Regions from separate parts of the Mus musculus genome. Here regions 1 and 3 are each linked to region 2. The links are chromatin contacts, called in public Hi-C and HiChIP or PLAC-seq maps. All regions are on one chromosome and are shown on one strand. Each heading gives the region's core, a stretch centred on a gene start, on an enhancer-like site or on the middle of the called end of the contact. The rest is flanking DNA. Distances are from core to core; before and after follow the strand shown.

Region 1 (2,957 bases), core at 433-2,932, 140 kb after region 2:
GGCCAGTCAGAACTATACGGTGAGACACTGTCTCAAACAAACAAAACAAGAAAAAAGAGAGGAAAGAAGAGAAAAAGAAGAGAAGGGTGCTTACTCATCCAAACCTGTTGCTTGTGACTGAGCAATGGCAAGCAACGCAGGCTTCAGCTTTTGGCAGCACACACTGTCCAGATCTCTTGGAGCCTAATTACACTGCTCAGCAGTTTCGCTCTGTATTGGCAAAGTGATTTTTCGGTTGGATACTACTCAGTGCAGAGCATATAGGGGATTGCCTTGTGGGAATTCATGGGCATTTCTTACTGGAAACAGAAAATATTAAAGAGCTCAAGAGTAGCAAAGTGAATCTAAAATCACACAGGGGCTGGGGCCACACCGCAGGCTGATACCTATGTGCACCAGCTGCTGAGTTTTGTAAGGATTTAGTGTTTTCCTATTTTCTCAGGAGAGCAAAATGAAGGTGCTCAGAAGGAAATAAAATTTTAATCTATGCTAATTTAAAACGATGTGCCTGGTATTCTTATTTGATTAAAAAGCTATTTGTAATAGGTATTCTGTGGGGATGTTCTCAAGATGAGAGGTGAAATGTACTGAAAGTGCTTTATAAATGAAGATACGGTTGTTGTAATATGACTCTCCCTATGAGCAGAGGAGGGGCCAGAAGCACCGCTTGGTACCTTGTAGCATCTTATTAAGATGTCGACCTCAGGCCACACCTCTGAATGCTGAGCACGGGTACAGGCTTACTGACTGAGAAGAGTCCGACGAAGCTTCAGAGTGTTTTGATGAATGAATTAAAGTGAAGTTGGAAGGGCGACAGCAAGGATGAAGTAGGTAAGAAGACTGAAGTGGGGTGGGGCTGCAGGACAGTCCTGAGGGTTTGGAAAGCAGGGTATGGCTTGGTCTATACAGACATGTCCAGGGTCATAATATGAGGTGAGACAGGATGGTAACTTAGTGGCAGATCATATATACTTCTGGTTTGGACCAAATTATATAATAAGCCTATATTGCGGAAGGCTTGGGGGAAGAAAACTGACATGTTATAGGAACTTTCTGTGTTGAGTAATGATGTCTGTTGTAGCAGTCCAATCTATCTAAAAATGTCTTTAGGGAGGTAGACGTCTGGAGACAGCAAGAATGACAAAGCAGGTGCAGAGGCTAGGACTAGGGCTGGGTCAGCTCAGCTGGGAGACGGTGTTTGTCTAGCATGCATGAGACCCTGGGCTTGATCCCTGGTACTGCATAAACCAGACACTCCTGTGATCCCAGCACTTAGGAGGTGGATTAAAGGCTGGAGGATTAGGAAGGAGTTCAAGGTCATTTTCTCACACACAACAGGTTCAATGCTAGTTAGCCTGGGTTACATGAAACCCTTCTTTTGTGAAAGAAGAGGAGGAAGAAACAACAAGAATGAAAAGGAAGTGGGGGTGAGGGGACTGAATGAGGGAGACTCTGGGGCTGGGTAGCTTAGGAAGAGAAAGGCTCAGAGGGGATGTGGAGGACCAGGCTGCAGCCTGAGTAACTAACTGCCCAGAGCAGAGACAGAAACAAAGCAGAGCTGTGAACACGCTCAGATCTCTGGATTATTTCCTAAAGTCTTGTGGCTCTGCTCTGTTATCAACTCCCTTACACACTCTGAACACTTAGCCAATCAACCCCTGCTTGGATCATTTTCTCCTGCCGTTGCCAAGACAGCAGGGAGGTCCATTGAGAGCAGTGGCAGGGCCTTCCTCTTAAAGGAGAATGCCAGATACTTTCAAAGGAACTGGGTCCTAATTTTTTGGTCATCTTTTCTCTCTTTGCATTCTCATGGCAACAGAGAACACCCAGCTGGATTCTGCCTACAGCTCTGAGATTTAAGGTTTATAGAGCTGCTGGGTGGGCAGTTTTTGAAGCAGCCCGTGGTTTTTGTGTTCTTTTTCTTTCTTGGCCCCTGCACAGCTAGTTAAGCAGAGGAAGTAGAATTATATTATTCAGCTACTCAAGGGCTAAGTTAGACCATTTCTAAGATTGGTTATTTTATTCTTGCTGTCTTCATATGCATATATACATGTCACTGGATGGTGTTTATCAATAGCTCATTTGAGAGACTAGTGCTGGGCTGATTCAGCACTCAGGATGGTGTGCAGGATGGTAGGTAAGGTGTGACATCTTATCTACCACAGAGGCCATGCACCACTCCTGTCAGTGCAAAGTCATTGGCAGGGAGAAGCATAAAACAGAGATACCTTTTCTGCAAATGAAAGCGACTTCAAACATTTCTCTCATTACCAGTTTAGTTCAGGCTACAAATGAGGTAGGCAGGTCAAGAACTCACAGGGAAACACATCCTAGGTTAACATGCATTTAGTAGCAGGAGTTTTGCCTGTGTCTGAGAGCACATACCTCCTTGGTGATACAATTATGCTTTACTTCTTCCAGAATGTGGGTGTTTTGCCCGAGGCATGATCAAAGCAGAGACAATGGCACAGGATTCCTGGAGCTTTCAATGTAAGATGGTGTGTCTTCTAAGCTTGCAGGTAGCTGCCTTCCTTTGCACTTCAGCACAGTGTGTTTTATGACACAGCTATCCCCTTTTCTTGCAAATCAAAGCACACTCTAGGCAGGTATTGGCTACCACAGACTTCAAAGGTCATGAGGCTCATCTCTAAACAGAGTGGTTACCTTTGACAATCATCATAGAACTGATGCCTACTTTTGGCATAGCTGGTATTATGGGTCGATCAGCATCTCCTAAAGAGACATGCTGTAGTCTTAACTTTGGTGTCTGTAAATGTGATCTTATTTGGAACATATATGCATATGTGCAGTAATTAATTCAACACAGCTAGTTTCCTTAGAAGGGGAGACACATGATCAGGGCCTGGGAGATGGCTGAGCGAGTACAGGAAACACTTGCTGTGCAAGCACAGGCTCTTGTACTTTGAGTCCTAGAACCCCATGTTAAAAATTTATGC
Region 2 (2,960 bases), core at 427-2,926:
TCCAAGGCCAGCCTACAAAGCAAGTGGTAGGCTAGTGAGGACTAACTACATGGCAAGTCCCTGTCTCAAGGAACAGAAATAAAACAAACAGCAGAAAAGCTCATCCCATCGAGCCGCAAATTGTATTCTTCTTGGAATTTCTGGTCACCCCTCTCCATCGCTGCCATTGTTAACTGTCCTTACAGTTTGATTTGTGTGTGTTAGGATGACCATGAGTTCCAGCCTCCATCTTCCAAGTGCTTAGGCAAGCCAGCCTCATAGAGGTCTTGGGAGGAGTTCAGATGCAAGAAGTTTCTCCAAGTCTCTCCAGTCTGAAAGTGCCTGGCCTTCTCTCTAGGCCATGACTTAGTTTTTCCCAAGTGTGACCTCTGGAAAACTCTGCAGCTATAGATGACGTGCTTCTCAATAGGCTAGTGTGGAGGTCAGGTCAAGCCAAATTCTACTAAAACTTAAGACCAGAGCTTGGTGTCCATCTGGTAGATTACTCGCCTAGCAAGCTGCAGAGCCAGGGGACATCCAGCCATGAGGTCATCGGTGGTAGAGTGTTTGCTTGCCACCCACAAGGTTGTAGGTTTTGTCCTGGTCCTGCAAGAAAACAATATATAATTTAAAACATATAATGCTAATATATATATTTGTATGGTGTATATGTGTGTCTGTATGTATGCATGATGTGTCTGTGTGGTTGTTTAGAGGCTAGAAGAGGATGTTGGATGAATTGTCTGACATAAATGCTGGGGACTGAAATTCAGGCCATCTGGAAGAGCAGGAAGTGGTCTTAACTCCAGAGCCACCTCTCCAATCCTGAAGAAAGGATTTCAAAAGTCAAAGTGGACATGACAGAGGCCAGTGAGGTGACTCCACAGGTAAAGACACTTACCCTGTATGCCTGCTGACCTGAGTTCAGTCCCAGAACCCACAGAAAGGTGGAGAAGAGAGCTAACTCCACAGGGTTGTTCTTTGACCTCTATATATGTGTGCTGTACAGCATAAACACCCTCTTCTCCATACCACCCACAATAAATAAGTGAAAAAATTGTTTTTGTTTTTGTCATTCGAGACTGGATTTCTCACTCTGTAGCACAGGCTGGCAGGAACTCAGAGATCTGCTTGCCTCAGCCTCCCAAGGGCTAGGATTAAAGGCATTCACCACTACCACCCAGATAAACAGAAAAAAAAAAAAAAAGAAAGAAAAAAAAAAAAACAACCAAAAAAACCGAGGGTCAGGAGAGATGACTCATCAGCTATGAGCATGGGCTGCTCTTTTAAAGTACCTGGATTTATTTTCCAGCACTCACATGGGAGCTCACAACTGTCTGTAACTCCAGTTTTAGAGGATTTGATACCCTTTTTGGCCTTAGAGTGCACCAGGTGTTCATGTGGTCTACATACATAATACGTACGTACATGCATCCATACAGGCACTCACATGTATACTTTTAAAATCCTTTTAAAAATTGAGAAGATTGGAAAAAGTAAAAGAGGAGAGAAAACATAAGCGGAAGTGTCATGGACCAGCATTCATTGGAACTCTTGTTTCACAATAGAAAGATGAAGGATGACTCAGTGGGAGGGACTGTTTAGAAAAGAAGTCGATTTACTACGGCTTTGCTTTCCCTTCCTGCTGCCAGGAAGGCTCCTGTGAATCCTGGGATTCACACAGAGGCGTCTGCAGAAGCCTTCGGATCACGTGTAACAAAGCCCCATCTGTCTTGCCCTCTCTGAACAGCACTGGCGCTTAGTTCTCTTGTAAATGTTCTGGCAGCTTCATTTCCGCCTCCTGCTTGTATTATCTGCAAATCACAACTACAAAATACTCTCGAGCTATTTTCCATCCTCCTTAGTAGTAAGCAGGGAAGAAATAAACAACATTTAAAATGCACTAATGCAAATATATATGCACGAGAATATTTACTGTAATTGCAGAGATTGGAAACAAATGTTTATTAACTGGCTCAGGCCAGAATACTAATTTAGTAATAATTGTTAAGAGAAGTAAAATACAGATGTGTGTGTGTGTGAGAGAGAGAGAGAGAGAGAGACAGAGAGAGACAGAGACAGAGAGACAGAGAGAGAGACACACAGAGAGAGCACAGAGAGACAGGGATCTGACATGCAAGGTTGTATATGAAGAAGAACAAGTTTCCAGGCCTGATGGCTCACACCTGTATCCTTGGCACTGGGGAAGATGAATTGACAGCATTGCTTTGAGTTGGGGGCTAGCCTGGACTCACAGTGAGTTTGAGGCCAGCTGTGGCTGCAGAATAAAAACCTGTCCACCCTGCCAAAACCACTCAAGTTAGAAGCAGGCAGATCTCTATGAGTTCCAGATGCTACATAGTTAGTTTGGGGGCATTCAGGACTATATAGTGAGACCCTGTCTCAACCCCGCCCCCCCCAACAATAAACAAATAACAACCAGGCTAGAGGGACAACTCACTGGGTAAAGGTACTTGCTGCCAAGTCTGGGGACTTGAGTTTGATTCCTGAGACGCACATGGTAGAAGGAGATAATTGAGTCTCCAAATTGTCTTCTGACCTCCAAGCATGTGCTGTGACTTCTATTCTCCCCAAATCCCTTCCCTGAACCCACAAATTGGTTAATAAATGTAGTAAAACATTAAAATAAATAACCCAAACATACACTAGAAAAAAAGACTAGTGGGAAAAGCAGTGAATAGTCTAATCTCCAGAGAAAACCGGCATATGTTTTTTGGTTTTTGGGTTTTCTTAGATTTATTTATTTATTTTACACATATGAATACACTGTAGCTGTATTTAGACACACCAGAAGAGGGCATCAGATCCCATTACAGATGGTTGTGAGCCACCATGTAGTTGCTGGGAATTGAACTCAGGACCTCAGGAAGAGCAGACGGTACTCTTAACTGGTGAGCCATCTCTCCAGTTTTACTGCTTATCTCTGCACAAGGACAACTGTGGTCACCTAGGTATGCGTA
Region 3 (2,795 bases), core at 175-2,674, 190 kb after region 2:
ACCCATAGATGATACAAGCTGCCCACCTAGATTAGACAAGTTACCCCAATTATTCTATCCCTATATGATATTATAGCTACCTGTGGTTATTTAAAGCCTCATGGAATCTGAATTGTCCCGTTCATCTTCCATCTTTCCCCGTCTCCTGTGTCACTCCCTGTCTTTGCAACTCTTAGCTTTGCCTCCCCTTTCCCTGTTCAATCCCAGGCTTCTTGTTGTATTAATATTTAAAATAATTGGACAGGGAAAATTCTGCTACATAGGGGTGTTTTGCCTGCATGTATATCTATCCATCATGTGTGTGTGGTGCCTGCAGAGGTCAGAAGAGGGCATTGGATTCTCTGGGACTGGAGTTACAGATGGTTTCTCAATTACAGAGCCATCCTTTCATCCTCATCTTTTTATTTTGTAGTTTATGTGTGTGTGTTTGTGTGCACGTGGGTTTGTGCACTCGTGAGTGCAGAGCCCTGCACAGTCCAGAAGAGGATATCGAGTCCCTTGGAACTGGATTTATAGGCAGTGCTGAGCCACCTGAGATGGATACTGAGAGACAAATTCAAACCCTCTGCAAGAGTGGTGTGTGCTCTGAACCACTGGGCATCTCTCCAGCCCCAAACCACGGTACTGTTGGCTGCAGTTCTTATGGGAGAGCCTTGCCAGAAACACAGTTGAAGACGCTAGGGCAGACGTGTGGGTGTTGAGGTAGGTGCAGGCCTCAGTCACCCTGGACCACTCACTCACCCAGTGCTTGCTTTTGTGCTGAGAGGTTTCTGTTTGCAGAGGTCTCATTTACAAGACTGGTTTGAGGATGTGTGTGCTGAAGTGGCTTCAGGAGAGATGGATCTGGAGCTGGCCTGGCTTGCACCAGACTCATATTCCATAGTGCAGGAGAGAGAAAAAGAGGAAGAAGGGAGGATAGGTAAGAAGAGTGGAGAGAGGGAGGGAGGGAGGGAGGGAGGGAGGGAGGGAGGGAGGGAGGGAGGGAGGGCAGGCAGGCATCAGGGCTGAAGCAAGCCTGTGATCCAAGGGGCTACAGGCTGGATGTGGACATGGAGAGGTGGAAGCTGAGCCCCATGCAGCCTGGCAGGAGATGGGATTGAGGTCTGGGGAATAGTCATGTGATAGACTGCATTGTCTTCCTAGGGATCCTCAATTTGACATCAGGAATGCTTACAGGGTCCTGAGGGCTTCCATCAGGGCCTGGCTACTGGAACTGTACTATCAGTAAATCTGTCCAGGCCTCACTTGTGTCTGTCTGTTGAAGATTTTGTGTAGTCTTGGCCTCATTGTTTGAAGGTTTTTTGTTTTTTGTTTTTTTCCTATTTTTGCTTTGAGGATGTTGTGCAAGGCTTAGGCTGAGGAGAGTGGGGTGAGCATAGCAGTAAAGAGAGAGGGCAGTGAACAGCACTGTGAATAGGGCGGGGTGGAGGGGGCGAGTTCCCTGTGCTCACTGCATCCTGGGGAGTTGCCAACAGCTCAGACTAGGTGCCTTCTCGGATGAGGGCTTGCCAGCAGAGGGGCCTGAGGTAGCATTTGCTGCTGTTCTTTCTTGAGCTGGATCTTACTGTGTAGCCCTGGCCGGCCTGGACCTCTCCATGCCTCTAACTCACATAGCTTTACCTGCCTCTGCTCTCCTGATGCCGAGATTAAAGATGTGGACCCTTACTCCTGGCCTGTTATTTCTAATTAAATGAAATTAAATATAGCCTTAATATTTTGGCTTGGTTAATTAAATGCAAGAGAAAATACAGGAAAGCTCCCGGACCCCACCCACAAATGCACACATACAGTCAGGTGCTCCTTAAGGAAGTGCTGGCCAGCGCTGGCCTGGACGGGACACAGGCTTTGGAATGTTTTAGTTGGTGTAAGTGAACTTGCTTGCTATGCTGTCACCTGAAGTGAGGTTCTCAGATGACAGCTGTCTGTGATGACACCTTTCGGGCTCAGTCTCAGCCCCTCCTTCCTGTTCCTTCCTCTGGTGGATATTTTCTGCCTAGATTCTAGTGTTATGTTTCATCGTTATGTCCTATGTATAAAGGTCCACTGTGCTGTGAATTTTAAAAGCAATTTTGTTCAACGTTTCAACATTATCTTAAAAAAACCTCTTCAGTGTTGTCTTTAGTTTCTATAACTGCTAATGTATGCAGTTCTGAAGCCAAGTCTAGTGAGACTATAAAACTTCGTCTCCTTTTGTAGACTCCTCTTGCTTCAGCCTCCCCGTGCTGGGATTGCAGACATAGGTTATTACATCCAGCTAACATTTTAGCAACACAAATATTTTCCAGTTTTTCTATTTTACAGAACGGGTGCCCTTGCTCACCTGCCCGAGCAGGGATCCAAGCTGCTCTGGTTGTGTGGCTGCTCTGCTGCCGGCTTCTCAGGAATCCAGTTTTGGTCTCTGCCTACTGGCAACTCCAGCGAATGTAAAGTTACCTGGCTTTTAGAATTTGATTTCTGTGCTTAGTGGTAAACCTGAGCACCATTCCTTAGCTGTTCATGCTTTTTTCCATTTTTAAAATTGCATTTTTGGTAAGTTTTGTGTTGTGGGGACACTAGGCATCATGTACTGATTTGTTACAGCTATTATTCCTATTTTTGTGACTATTTGTTTATCTTTGTGATGTTTGTGTGTACTAACCACTGAGCTACATTCCTAGTGCACTGTGACATTTTTAAAGTGTGAAATTTTAGATTTTGATAGAGTCAAACATTGCAATATTTTTCAGCTCATAATGTTGCTATTTTTTAAAGTGCACTCCAATTCCAAAGGAATTGTGTATTTTCTGAGTTAAGTT

What was found. Hi-C and Micro-C count contacts between places; a contact is called where the count stands out from the background. HiChIP or PLAC-seq counts read pairs in DNA pulled down with a chosen protein or histone mark.
Region 1: an H3K27ac HiChIP or PLAC-seq map of neural progenitor cells shows a contact between it and region 2, with 3 times the contacts expected there. The contact joins two enhancer-like sites. A contact is called at or near these places in 3 of 39 promoter capture datasets (embryonic stem cells, hippocampal neurons and stem cell-derived epiblast-like cells), 3 of 484 Hi-C or Micro-C datasets (the N1E-115 cell line, induced pluripotent stem cells and nephron progenitors), 4 of 115 datasets of contacts at active chromatin or transcription factors (astrocytes, embryonic stem cells, neural progenitor cells and 1 more) and 1 of 9 other capture datasets (embryonic stem cells).
Region 3: a contact with region 2 is called in a Hi-C map of cortical neurons, with 1.8 times the contacts expected there. The contact joins two enhancer-like sites. A contact is called at or near these places in 2 of 484 Hi-C or Micro-C datasets (the HL-1 cell line and cortical neurons).

The regions. Positions count from the first base shown.
Region 1 is chr5:25,752,874-25,755,830 of GRCm38.p6, forward strand. No RefSeq gene overlaps it. Among named protein-coding and RNA genes, the nearest start is that of Actr3b, 5.6 kb to the right of the region's middle. Within about 2 kb of position 1,683, at least 76 of the 459 cell types and tissues checked have an H3K27ac peak or open chromatin away from gene starts, as enhancers often do. A contact at or near this core is called in the N1E-115 cell line and neural progenitor cells, where this site is marked.
Region 2 is chr5:25,608,460-25,611,419 of GRCm38.p6, forward strand. It overlaps Gm46903 (a long non-coding RNA gene), which reads right to left. Exons shown (of 2, transcript XR_001784824.2): 2 at 1-585. Among named protein-coding and RNA genes, the nearest start is that of Gm42235, 4.5 kb to the right of the region's middle. Within about 2 kb of position 1,677, at least 54 of the 459 cell types and tissues checked have an H3K27ac peak or open chromatin away from gene starts, as enhancers often do. A contact at or near this core is called in the N1E-115 cell line, cortical neurons and neural progenitor cells, where this site is marked.
Region 3 is chr5:25,800,512-25,803,306 of GRCm38.p6, forward strand. All of the region lies in intron 2 of Actr3b (ARP3 actin-related protein 3B), which reads left to right. Among named protein-coding and RNA genes, the nearest start is that of Gm42237, 30 kb to the left of the region's middle. Within about 2 kb of position 1,425, at least 16 of the 459 cell types and tissues checked have an H3K27ac peak or open chromatin away from gene starts, as enhancers often do. A contact at or near this core is called in cortical neurons, where this site is marked.